Linked DNA regions of Columba livia: region 2 is linked to region 1. Evidence: chromatin contacts called from public Hi-C data. All regions are on one chromosome and are shown on one strand. The core of a region is the stretch at or near the end of the contact, and the rest is flanking DNA. Distances in the headings are between cores, read along the strand shown.

Evidence for each region. A called contact is a pair of places that touch in the nucleus more often than the background predicts.
Region 2: a Hi-C map of crop shows a contact between it and region 1, with 4 times the contacts expected there. The contact joins the promoter of DDIAS here to the enhancer-like site in region 1. A contact is called at or near these places in 2 of 2 Hi-C or Micro-C datasets (crop and liver).

Annotation. Positions count from the first base shown.
Region 1 is chr1:9,035,573-9,038,272 of bColLiv1.pat.W.v2, forward strand. It overlaps ANKRD42 (ankyrin repeat domain 42), which reads right to left. Exons shown (of 14, transcript XM_021298784.2): 12 at 424-559. Among named protein-coding and RNA genes, the nearest start is that of ANKRD42, 16 kb to the right of the region's middle. Within about 2 kb of position 1,264, at least 1 of the 3 cell types and tissues checked has an H3K27ac peak away from gene starts, as active enhancers do.
Region 2 is chr1:9,172,887-9,175,586 of bColLiv1.pat.W.v2, forward strand. DDIAS (DNA damage induced apoptosis suppressor) reads right to left here and starts at 1,446. Exons shown (of 6, transcript XM_005510735.3): 1 at 1,217-1,446; 2 at 489-619. PRCP (prolylcarboxypeptidase) reads left to right here and starts at 1,611. Exons shown (of 9, transcript XM_005510758.4): 1 at 1,611-1,891. The coding sequence starts at 1,769. All of the region lies in intron 1 of LOC135575720 (a long non-coding RNA gene), which reads right to left.

The DNA.
Region 1 (2,700 bases), core at 14-2,513:
TCTTAACATGAGCTGTGGAAGCAGAAAGTGGCTTTTCTTTCCGAGGTGGAGGCACCTGGCTGGCCTGGATGACAACACCTCTCCTGAAGCACCAGTCCTGGCTCAGGGACCAGCCACGCTGAGCTGTCAGTCACGGCACAGACAGCGGGGAAGTACGCAGGGACCAGCTCGCTCCCTTTTGTTAATACAAAGATGAATACCAGTGCTTTTCTACCAGGGTACGAAGAGAAACCAATATCCTTTCACAGCAGAGACAGGACACAACAAAGCTACTGCTCCCTTCAGTGTCCCACACTAAAAGCTGCCACGTTTACTCCAGCGTTTCCTTGCACCACGCCTGGGAATCTCAGTGAGAACAAATACAGACGAGTGACGGGCAGCAGCCTCTGTCCCACGCGTTGGGGGAGCTGATGTGGGACTCACCACGGGAGGGCCGCGGGTTTTCGCCAGGCTGTCTCTCAGGCGGCTGATCTCGGCGCGGTACTCATCCAGCTGGCTCTCCAGCTTCTCCCGCCTGACTCGCTCCTCTTCCAGCTGGGCCTCCAGCTCCCTCACAGCCCTGCCGAAAGCAAAGGAGACAAGAGGAGCGTGAAGTGCATCTAAAAACCCACCCTGGCTGCTCCACGTGGTCCTGTGCCTTTTGCTGAGGACCACCTTAGTCCCAGCTGAAAGCAGCTTAGAACTCAGTGGTGTGAGCTGCAGCGTGCTCCTGGCTCCAGACCCCTGCTAGCAGCTCTGGAGAGCTGTTTTTCCTCCTTCGTGCTCAGCGCAATCTGGCCACGAGATGGAGATGTCTTCCCACACCCCGAACAGTACGAAGCTCTTGGGTAGGCTGTTGCTCCAGCTGCAGAGGAGGCAGACATGCCAGAGGAGCAAAAAGGTTAGTATGAAACAGAAAAAAAGCACAAAACCAAGACTCTGGAGTGGTCAGAGGCAGCTTTTTCATTAACATATGGTACCTCTACATCCTTCCTATTGATTGGCTTAGCCACAGATGAGGAATGCTCAAGTGACAGCCTGCATGACACTTACGAAAGGGAAACTGAAGCGCTGGCTGATACACACTTGCACAAGACCTGATCTGTCACACCCACAACAGCTCCCAAATTAACTGAGATTCCTGGAACTGGTTAGCTGAGACATAATTCACATGTATTCTTATTATAACAGCAATTGACCGCAACAACTGAGTCATCTGGAGTTGAGCTGGCTCTCCTCTGTATCAGGATGAATTAGTGCAGCTACAAAGATGGAAGATTGGTAAAAGGAAAAGGGAGACATCTGCCCTGTGGATTCAAACAGCACAGCAGGAAAGCTCTCAGCAAGAGCTACCGCATTTCCTGGACTGAAATATTGCCAACCCTTGATTAAGGTTTTGGAGGGTAAACTGTATGAGAAGCAGCTAAAGTCACGGGGTTTGTTCAGCCTGGAGGAGACTGAGGGGAGAGCTCATGGCAGCTACAGCTTCCTCACAAGGAGAGGAGGAGGGGCAGGGCTGAGCTCTTCTCTCTGGTGACCAGTGACAGAACCCGAGGGAATGGCAGGAAGATGTGCCAGGGGAGGTTTAGGTTGGACATGAGGAAAAGGTTCTTCCCCCAGAGGGTGCTGGACACTGAACAGGCTCCCCAGGGAGGTGTCACGGCCCCAAGCCTGACAGTGTTCAAGAAGAGACTGGACAACATTCTCACATACATGGCGTGAATATTGGGGTTGTCCTGTGCAGGGACAGGAGTTGGACTCAATGATCCTTGTGGGTACCTTCCAAGTCAGGACATTCTCTGATTCATGCAGCCCAAAGCCACGAGGCTGTATCAGCCTTCCTGACACCGTACAAATGGCCCGTGCTCATGCAGGGAACTCGGTGCTCGGGTGGACAGGCTGGCTACTTGCACACTTCAGATTAATGAGATATAGCTGCAAAATTATTTGGCACACAGTGCTAATTTTATCCATGCAACGCAGCCTAACGAAAGCACTGCGCAGTGGTTCACACCCGGCCTTACAGCCGGAAAACCTGGACTAAAGGAGAAATCTCCAAAACCTGCTACAGTGGCTTTCCCAAATGGAAATTCCTGCTTTTCATCTAGCACAATGTTGTTGTCAATAAATGTTTTTAAATAATGAGAGTTTTCTGGCATATGATACAAGCATCTTGGAGTTTATCCATAGGTAGGTACCCTGAGAAGGGGTATTTCCATTTCAAAAGGCCGGTGTGGAGCTAGAGATCCTCTCTGGCCTCTGGAGATGAGGGAGAACCGTTCAGAGATCCTCACGATTTTTCTAGCTTAACCACACATGCCACAGAACCTCCTGAAAGGAGGTTGTAGCACGGAGGGTGTTGGCCTCAAGTTGCATCAGGAGAGGCTTAGATTGGATATTAGGAAAAATGTATTCACAGAAAGGGTTGTCAGTCATTGGAACAGGCTGCCCAGGGCAGTGGTGGGGTCACCATCGCTGGAGAGGTTTAAAAGGAGTGTAGAAGAGGTTCTTAGGGACATGGTTTAGTGCTAGAATTAGGTTATTGTTGAAGTCAATGATCCTGAGGGTCTCTTCCAACTGAAATGATTCTACGAAAGCAAAATCCCTTAAAAAGCCTTATCAGGGCCCTCTAGTAGACACTGCTAGCTTTTGGATAGCTGCTGTATCCAAAATGAACTTGAATTTCTGCCATTAAGCAACAACGACTTTTTGACAATTGCA
Region 2 (2,700 bases), core at 196-2,695, 140 kb after region 1:
CAATTATTGCCAAAAATCAAACTATTTTGCTTTAGTTGAACTACACGTTATAAGTAAATAGTGCAAGTAAAACATACTGACATACAGAAAAGAAGTAATAAGAGTAAGTTTGATTTTGTTATTACTCAAGAAGGTGGACTTGGAGAAACCAGCAGCTACTTCATACTCCAAAGGGCTTTCAACTCAGAACTATATAAATATACTATCACCTGCAGTTTTTAATGCAATAAAAAAATCCACACACCCCAAATACTTCAAGTATTCCATTGGAGCATGGGAGATAAAGCATAGCATGAATGTTTTCATGCAGGTTCTGATAAGAGCTCTCTTTAGAGCAAACAGACTCAGGATCTACACCTCTGTTTCTCTTTGGTAGAAATATAGTAGTCACTATCTGGACACAAGCTAAAAAAAGGATGGTACGAACGCATCTGGTTTACTTTATTTAGAAAACTAAATAAACCAAGCAAACCGCCGGACCCACGTACCCAGCGCGGGAACCACAGGGCGTTCCAGCTGCTCCCCACCAGCAGCGGCGCCTTCCAACAGCCCCGAGGTCCCGCCGCTGCTTCCATGGGTGCCTGGTGCCCTCTAGCGAGCCCGCTGCCCCAAACCCTCCCTGAGGAAAAACAGAAAACACAAAACACTCAGGAAGAGTCGTTAACAGCTCTCACACCACAATTTCCACCCCTGAACCAGCCGCCTCCTCCCAGCGCAGCCCCGAGGCCGCGGGCTATATGGATATTATCTATAAGGATAATTGTACATTACTTAACATAATCTGAGAGGGCCATCCCCAACATTGCTTTCAACAATTGTGGTAGTTGCAAATTAAATATGTTATAATAGCAGTTAAATTACTCTTCCAGAAGTTGGATTTTGTACTCACCGATGCTGAATATACCTGGGGGAACCGCCTGTAAATTCACTGATTTCTTAGTGGCGTACTTGAATTTTATAGTTGAAAGAATTTTAAACAAGATAAGTTTCAATTTGGTTTTGGAATTCTGTGTTACTATATATTTCTATGTCCTGAATAACAACAAAGATCTTTAGAATTTTAAGTAAAATAGAAATAAAACAGCATATCACAGAAGTTTAAAAATAAAGTAATTGAAAACAGACCCCACAGGGCTTCCCCCCACCCCCGTCACTCGGCCTGGGCGCTTTAAGCTTTGCTCAACACCCAGAAAACCCGAGGTATCACCGTTCTTACCGGTTTTAGCGCTCCGTGACTAAACAGCCTCCGTCTCCCGGCCCCAAAGGCCGCGCTGAAGCGCTGTCACTCGGGCAAGGGAACGGACAGCCGGCGGCGTCACCTCCCCTCGGTGCTCTCAGGCCCGCACAGAAGAGAAGCGCCGAGGGCCGGTTATCGCGGACGTAGCCCCGGCTGCCCCGCTCCCGCCCTGGCTCTGAGGAGAAGCCGGAAAACGGAAGTGCGCGTTGCTAAGGGCCGTCTCTAGGGAACGCCTACTCAAGTCACCACAGCCAACGACAGAGACGCTCACAAACTACTCTCACCCCCGCAGCCAATCGAAAATTCCCGCGGCTTATTGCCCGCCCCCCACGTGCGGGGATAGCCCCTCTCCTTTCGGGGCGGGTGGTATAGCGCCGTTTGCTCCAGGCGCAGGCGCCGGCTCCGCCTAGTCCGCTGGGTCCTACCGCCCGCCGCTCCCCGCGGGGCCGACCTGGGGCAGCTCCGCGGGCGGGGGGAACGGGGCCGCTATAAAGCGGTGTGGCGGCTGGGTGGCCTCCGCTCTTCCCGGCCATGCCGCGGCTCCTTCTCTTTCTCCTGCTGCTCGGCGCGTCCGGCGCGCTGCCCGCCCTGCCCCACCGCCGGGGAGCCCGGACGCCAACCGCCCCGTACCTCATACGGTACTTCCAGCAGCAGGTACGAGCCGCCGCCGCCCTCGCACCGCTCAGCGGAGAGCCCGGGGTTACAGGAGCGGTTTAGGGGGTGACCCCCAGCGCGGTTTTGGGCCGGGGGAACGAGGGGAGATCCCCGGGGAGGCCCCGGCCGGGGCTGCCGGTGCCGGTTCTGTCACTTCACAGAATGTCAGGGGTTGGAAGGGACCTCAAAAGCTCATCAAGTCCAAGCCCCCCATCGGAGCAGGAACACCCAGATGAGGTTACACAGGAAGGTGTCCAGGCGGGTTTTGAATATTTCCAGAGAAGGAGACTCCACAACCCCCTGGGCAGCCTGTTCCAGTGTCTGTCACCCTCACTGAGAAGAAGTTTCTTCTCGTATTTAAGTGGAACCTTTTGTGTTCCAGTTTGAACCCATTACCCCTTGTCCTATCATTGGTTGTCACCGAGAAGAGCCTGGCTCCATCCTCCTGACACTCGCCCTTTATATATCTGTAAACATTAGTGAGGTCACCCCTCAGTCTCCTCTTGTCCAGCTCCAGAGCCCCAGCTCCCTCACCCTTTCCTCACACGGGAGATGCTCCACTCCATCATTGTTGTGGCTCACTTGAGAGGTTTCCCCACAGCCCAGCTGCTCTGAGGAGCTGGGGGTCCCAGTCAGAGCCAGGCAGAGAGTTTTTGTGGGGATTTCAAGGGCATTTTCTTCCTTCAGCTGCCTCATTTAGCCGTGGACTGGACAGCAGTATATTTTTGTAGGTTTCTGGATGTTGCTGTGCTCCGTCTCTTTGGTAAAATGTTCCAGGTCTTGCATATCCTACTAAAGTCACAACTCTG